Linked DNA regions of Canis lupus: region 2 is linked to region 1. Evidence: chromatin contacts called from public Hi-C data. All regions are on one chromosome and are shown on one strand. The core of a region is the stretch at or near the end of the contact, and the rest is flanking DNA. Distances in the headings are between cores, read along the strand shown. Region 1 holds the start of ZZEF1 (zinc finger ZZ-type and EF-hand domain-containing protein 1). Region 2 holds the start of UBE2G1 (ubiquitin-conjugating enzyme E2 G1).

Region 1 (3,041 bases), core at 69-2,568:
TACAGGGAAACATTCTTAAGAAATTTTAAAAGCCTTCTCTGGTTGTGAAGTGGACATCACTTTTTAATGGCATTACAAGCATCTGTCAGTTTACTGCTTTATATACTCATCCTTCACTGACAGTGAGGATTCTACATGGCTTACTCATTTTCAAAAACGAAGTATCTTTTTTATTATAACTCTGTGGAGTTAAAGAAATAGGGTCCCAAGAAGCAGGCAGTGGGACATTAAGACAAATAAATCAAAAAGATCTGAGTACTAGGTCTTAGGTTGCCAACGAGCCATCGGGAACCCTGGATCAGGCCTCTATTTAACTGTAAAGTGAAACGTACAATTCCTAACAACCCTTCTGAGAAAAAGAAAAAAATATATGTTGTTGAGGTATCAACTTGCTGTTCATGATTCAATAATACGATGTTGGGGACTATGCCAAAAGCTGTATAAGTGCAAGTACTGGCAGGAAACCTGACATATGCCTATCAGTCCCAGGTTACACGCAGATTTCCACGAGTCTAAAACATGGGCCTTCAACTAACTGAAAACAAATGTGTATTTGGAAAAGATAATGTTTGTGTGATGAGAATGGCTGCTAGAATGGAAGCTCTTCCGGGACGTGCCATCTCCCGCCACATCTGTCAGGCGCCCACACTGGATCCAGAAGGGCATCCATAAAATCCCTCCAGTCGGTGAAACAGGATGGCTTTCGCTGCCACCACCCCACCCCCACCCCCCACCCCCCCATCCCTAGGCCTGCGGGCCGCCGCCGACCTGGCGTCAGGCAGCAGCACAGACGCCGGTACTCCAGCAGGATGCGAACACAGCAGAGCCTGCCAAGGTCCTCCAACCAAGGGCGGCCGAGGCCGGGCTTTCCATACGGTCCCAGGAGCGCTCTGCGCTGCCCTCCCCCTCCCGGACCTGCGAGCCGGTCTGCAGCCCTCGCCCCGCCCCCGCCAGCCCGGCCTGACCTCCTCGAACTGCTCGCCCGAGCAGCCGGCGCCGCGAGCCTCCAGCAGCTCGCGGAACTGCTCCAGGGTGACGGCCTCTTCGCCGCGGCCCAGCCGCTCCTCCAGCCAGCGCAACAGCGCGCCGTGGTGCCGGGACACCAGAGACTCGCAAGGCGGCGCGGGCCGCAGCGCCGCCGCCGCCTCTCGCAGTCGGGCCGGCTCCAGCAGCGCGGCGGCGGGGGGCAGCGCTGGGGCCGCGGGGCCCGAGCCGGGGATGGCGCTCGCGTCCGCAGCCCAGTCCTGGTGCGGGCCCCAGCCCTCTCCCCCGGCGGCACCCGCTTCGTCTTCACTGCTGTGACTCGGAGCGTTCCCCATGGGGTCTCCGTGTCGGGCGTCCGGCTGTGCCGCCGCCGCCTCCCCGCCTCGACCTGTCAACCTCCGGCGGCGCCCGGCGGGCGGGACGGGGAGGGTACGACGGCGGCGGCGGCTTCCGGCTTCCTCGCCGTCAAGCGAGAACTGCCGTCGCAAAGACGCCGTCAAGCGGACCCAAGCGAAAGCTGTGAGACAGCAAGCGGAGGACGGCTTCCGGAGAGGATGGAAGCCTCGATTTCCCAGAAGGTCCCGCCGTCTACGTCATCCCGCAGCCTCCTTTGCCGCCATCTTTGTGGGGGGCGGGCGCCGGCGCGGCGGAGCCTTCGCCGCTGACACTGGCAGTATCGCTCCACGTTCGCCAGCTACGCTGAAAAACGGCGAAGCCAGGGAGGGGTCTCTCGCAAGCCTTTTTCCCTTCAGTCCTCCGCTGTCCCCGTGGTGACGGGGGCGGGGGCGAGAGGGCGTCGCGCCGGTGACGTCACGCGTGCGCCACCGCCTTGGCCGTGGGTGGCGGGGCGGCCGCCTGTGGGCTGAATGCGGCGGCTCGGCGGCCGCGGACTCCTGCTGGGCCTGGCGGCGGCGGCGGCGGCGGCGGCGGCACGGTGGCTGGGCTGGTGGAGCGACCGCGCTGGGCTTCGCCTGTTCGTGCCCGAGGAGCTGGCCCGCTACCGCGGCGGCCCCGGGGCCCCGGGTCTCTACTTGGCGTTGCTTGGCCGCGTGTACGATGTGTCCCCCGGCCGGAGGCATTACGAGCCCGGGGCCCACTATAGCGGCTTCGCAGGTACTGGCGAGGCGTCCGTCTGTCCGTCCGTCCGCGCGCGCGCTCTTTCACTCACGCCCCCGCTCGTCCGTGCGTCCCTCGGCCCTTCTCCCGCAGGCCCCGGCTGGTGGGCGGCCGTCCCCCGCCCTCAGGACGACGGCCGTCCCCCGCGACGTGGGCCCGAGAAGCAGGCCCGGTCACCCGCCAGGTGTGTCCTTTCCACGCCCCCCGGCGGAGCGCGTGTGCGGGGTCCCTGGTCCGCGGCGGCCGTCCTACAGCTGGGGGGATGGGCCGACCGGCTTCGGGCCAGGACCCTCCCCCTCAGAGATGGGCTCACCAGCCCCAGGGGAAAGAGGAACAAGCCGACGGCGAGAGGAAAGAGGCGTTTTCTATTTGCCACGGCCGTAGCATTGGGAAGCTGCCCCTGGTACCTCAACACGAGTCCCCTCCCCTCCTTGTCTTTAGGGAGGGCTGCAGAAGCGGGAGGATTGACGGGGGGAGTGGGGGCGGTAGTTGCCGAGCTCCTCAGTCAGCCCAGCAAGGGAAGGAACCTGCCCGGAGCACTTGGCGATGCAGAAGCCGAGCTGGGACCGCAGTCAGGGTTCCTGGGTGCCCAGCCCGCCGCTCCCTGCTGTGGCTGCCGCGGCAGGATACACACGCTTCGACATAAAGCCTCTGACATAAAGTCTCTGGGTCGTTGTTGTTGGGCTCTGGCTTCAGCTGAGTTCCTCTGTGCCTGCTGTTGATTGAGCGTCCAGTCACTGACCACTGCTCTGCAGCGGCCTTGAGCCAGGGGCTGCGCACCCCCACGCACACAGCCTAGCAGGGGAAGCAGAGACGAGCACTCATTCAATATCAGTAGTATTGTCAATTAAGGTATAATCACGTGGTATAAAATCCTGACCTTTTTAAAGCATACAGTTCAGTAGTTTTTAACATTCAGAAAGCCCGCAAGCATCACCACT
Region 2 (2,929 bases), core at 191-2,690, 200 kb after region 1:
GTTTCATCGCTTTTCCGATACATTCTCCGTGATGGATTATCAACTATCGCCAGAACTTCTCCATCCACTTCAAGTCACTGCCCTGAGCATCCAGAAGTTGAATGTGTCCAAACCTGCTTGCTCATGGTCTAATAATAACGCTAATTATACAACCTCCAGCAGTCCCTGACAACCTTTTTCTCAAGAAGCCATCGAGGTGATTGAAGCAGCAGCTCGAGGAGTGTGGACGAGCTGGAGTTCTGCAGGCCCGGGCTCCGAGCGCCGAGCGCAGGACCCGGGGCCCAGGGCCCGGGGCGGCGAGGACCCCGCGGGGAGCAGCAGCGGCGACGGCGGCAGGCGCGCCGGGCCGGGGGTGCACATTTCTCTTTAAATCTGGCAGCACGTGGGGCGGCATTGTGAAGCCACCGGCCCCCCCGCCCTCGGCGCACGTCCGCCCCCAGTGCGCATGCCCCGCTCGCACCGTCCTAGCGGAGCAGGAGCCAACCCCCTAAAAAGTCAACCTGGAAGCCGCAAACGGCCGGAGGCCGGGACAATGGGGGAGGGGGCCGCCGGCGGCCCCGGGGGACCGCCCCCGGCCGCCGCCCCGGCCCGGCCCCGCGGCTCGGGGGCTCAGCGAGCCCGTGCGGGGGCCCTCGGGGCACAAAGCCCGGGGCGGCCGCGAGCGGCTCCCGGCCCGCTCCCACCCTCCGCGGCGGGCGAGGCGAGGCGGGCGGGCCAGGCGGGGCCCGTGCCAGGCGGAGGCGGCCCGGCGGCGGCCGGCGGCGGCCCGCACTGCCCGCTCCGCCAACCCCGCGCGCCGCGGCCGCCCAGGCCGGCGCTTTGTTGTCCGCCCCAACTCCGCGGCGCCGCGCGGCCGGCCAGAAGTTTTGCGCGCCTCCCCTCCGCGGCCGGGGGCCGCCTCCCCCAGCCCGCCCGCCCGCCCGCCCGCGCCCCGCCCGCCGGCCCGGCCCGGCCCCCCGCAGCCAGCCAGCCCGGACGCCCCCCGGCCCCCGGCCCCCGGCCCCCGGCCCCCGGCCCCGCGGCCGCCCCTCCCCCCGCGGCCGCACCTGAGCCCCGGGGCCCGCCCCTCCGGGGCCCCGCAGCCCCTCCCCCGCAACGTCCCACCGCGCGGTGGGGGAGGGGAGCGGAGGGGAGGGCGCGGGCGCCGGCCCGGTCCCCGCGGCGGGCCGCGTCCCCGCCCCCGACGGCCTCCCGACGCCGGCCGAGTGCGGGCCCGGCCGGACGGACTCCCCGACCTCGCCCCGGCCGCCCGCCCGGAGGAGGAGGGCCCGGGCCGGCCGGCGCTCACCTGCCAGCTGTCTCCGCAGTAGCAGCGCCGACTGCAGCTCCGTCATCCTCCCGCCGAGGGCCCGGGCCGGCGCCGGGGCTTCCGAGGGGCCGGGAGCAGGCTGTGGGGGCGCCCGGAGCCGGGAGTGCTGAGGAACGCGGGCCTCCGCGACGGGAGAGCCGGGGCCGGGGCCGGGGCCGGGGCCGGGGCCGGGGCCGGGGCAGGCCGGGCTGGCGGCGGGAGCGGCGCCTCGCTACCGGCGCGGGTCAGCGCGGGGGGCTCCACACGGCGCCTCACGCCCGGAACGGGAGGGCGCCCGGGCGGCCGCGGCGCGTACTGGGACTCCGCTTGCCCGCTCCCCTCCTTCGAGCCGCCCGTCGGCCCCGCCGGTGCCTTCCCCCCGCCACTGCCTTTCCCCCCGCCACTGCCTCACTGCGCGCAGGGCCGCTCCGCGCAGGCGCGCTGGGGCTGCCCACCTCGCCTCGGCCCGCCCGCCGGCCCCGCCCCCGCCGGCGGAATCCCGCCCCCTGCGCGCCGCGGCGCCCGCCGCCGCCATTTTGGGAAGGTCGCGCGAGGCGCAGGGGACGCCGGGGCGGGTATGGGGAGAGGAGCCGCTGGCCGACGCCGCATGGACACCATGACGAGGAGGTCGCCGCTTGCCCGGACTTAGCCCCGGGGCTGGAGCAGGTGGTCCCGGAGTGCGGGGCCAGCTTGCGGGCGACTGCGAACGAGCCGTGGCTGGAGCCGAACTTCGTGCTGGTGTGTCCCGTTTTACGTAAACCCCCGAAGCTGACGTCAGGTGCTCTAACTCCCTTTACAGGAAGAAGGGTGAAGATTCCTGGCGCACCTCTTACTGCGGACTGACCTTAGAGCATCACCTGGGACCCCGCGGACGGCGCTCGGGCCCTCAGTCCTCCAGCACTTGCCCGGTGCGCCTGCACAGCTGTGAGGGCCGCGGAGGCCGCGGAGGGAACCTGGGCCTTCCCGTCCCTCGAGCACCTGCACGGCCCCGGGGGCTGCGCGACCCCGTGGAGCGCGCTCCGGCCCCTCGGTCCCTCCAGCACCTGCCCGGTGCACCTGCACGCCTCTGTAGCGGGGGCCGCGGGGAAGGACCGCCCTGCCCTTGCCCGCAGGAGGCTGGCTGCGTCCTGGCTCAGACCGCTCTCCAGATCAGGAATGTCTCCGAGAATCGCCCTGGGCGCCCCCAGAGCAGGTACACGTGGAGAGGGGCGCCCTGCTCCCTCGGGGTCACAAGCTCCGCAGGCAAGGCCTCAGGTGTGCTCAGTGCGGGGTCACTAAGGAGGAGAGCGAGACAGGAAGGCCCCAAACGTGTTTCTTTATAACGAGAAAAGAAGTCATACTTAACGGTCCGCTCTCCTCAGGGCCTCCCTGCCGCAGCCTAGCTTGTCCCCGCGCTGGAGCTTTCTGGCTGCTCCATAAAAACCAGTGTCCGAAAACACCCTAACTTTCTGGACTAGAAACCATTCTTTTTAGTTTTTTTTTTTTTTTTTTTTCTAATATTTTATTTATTCCTAAGAGGCACAGAGAGAGGCAGAGACACAGGCAGAGGCACAGGCTCCCCTGCCGGAAGCCCCATGCAGTACTCCATCCCGCGACCCCGGTGTCATGCTCTGAGCCGAAGGCAGACGCTAAATCCTTAAG

What was found. Hi-C and Micro-C count contacts between places; a contact is called where the count stands out from the background.
Region 2: a Hi-C map of blood shows a contact between it and region 1, with 2.5 times the contacts expected there. The contact joins the promoter of UBE2G1 here to the promoter of ZZEF1 in region 1. A contact is called at or near these places in 2 of 9 Hi-C or Micro-C datasets (both in blood).

What each region holds. Positions count from the first base shown.
Region 1 is chr5:30,432,758-30,435,798 of UU_Cfam_GSD_1.0, forward strand. It overlaps ZZEF1 (zinc finger ZZ-type and EF-hand domain-containing protein 1), which reads right to left and starts at 1,319. Exons shown (of 55, transcript XM_038536383.1): 1 at 966-1,319. The coding sequence starts at 1,319. It overlaps CYB5D2 (neuferricin), which reads left to right and starts at 1,836. Exons shown (of 4, transcript XM_038536396.1): 1 at 1,836-2,097. The coding sequence starts at 1,851.
Region 2 is chr5:30,630,169-30,633,097 of UU_Cfam_GSD_1.0, forward strand. It overlaps UBE2G1 (ubiquitin-conjugating enzyme E2 G1), which reads right to left and starts at 1,441. Exons shown (of 6, transcript XM_038536397.1): 1 at 1,289-1,441. The coding sequence starts at 1,334.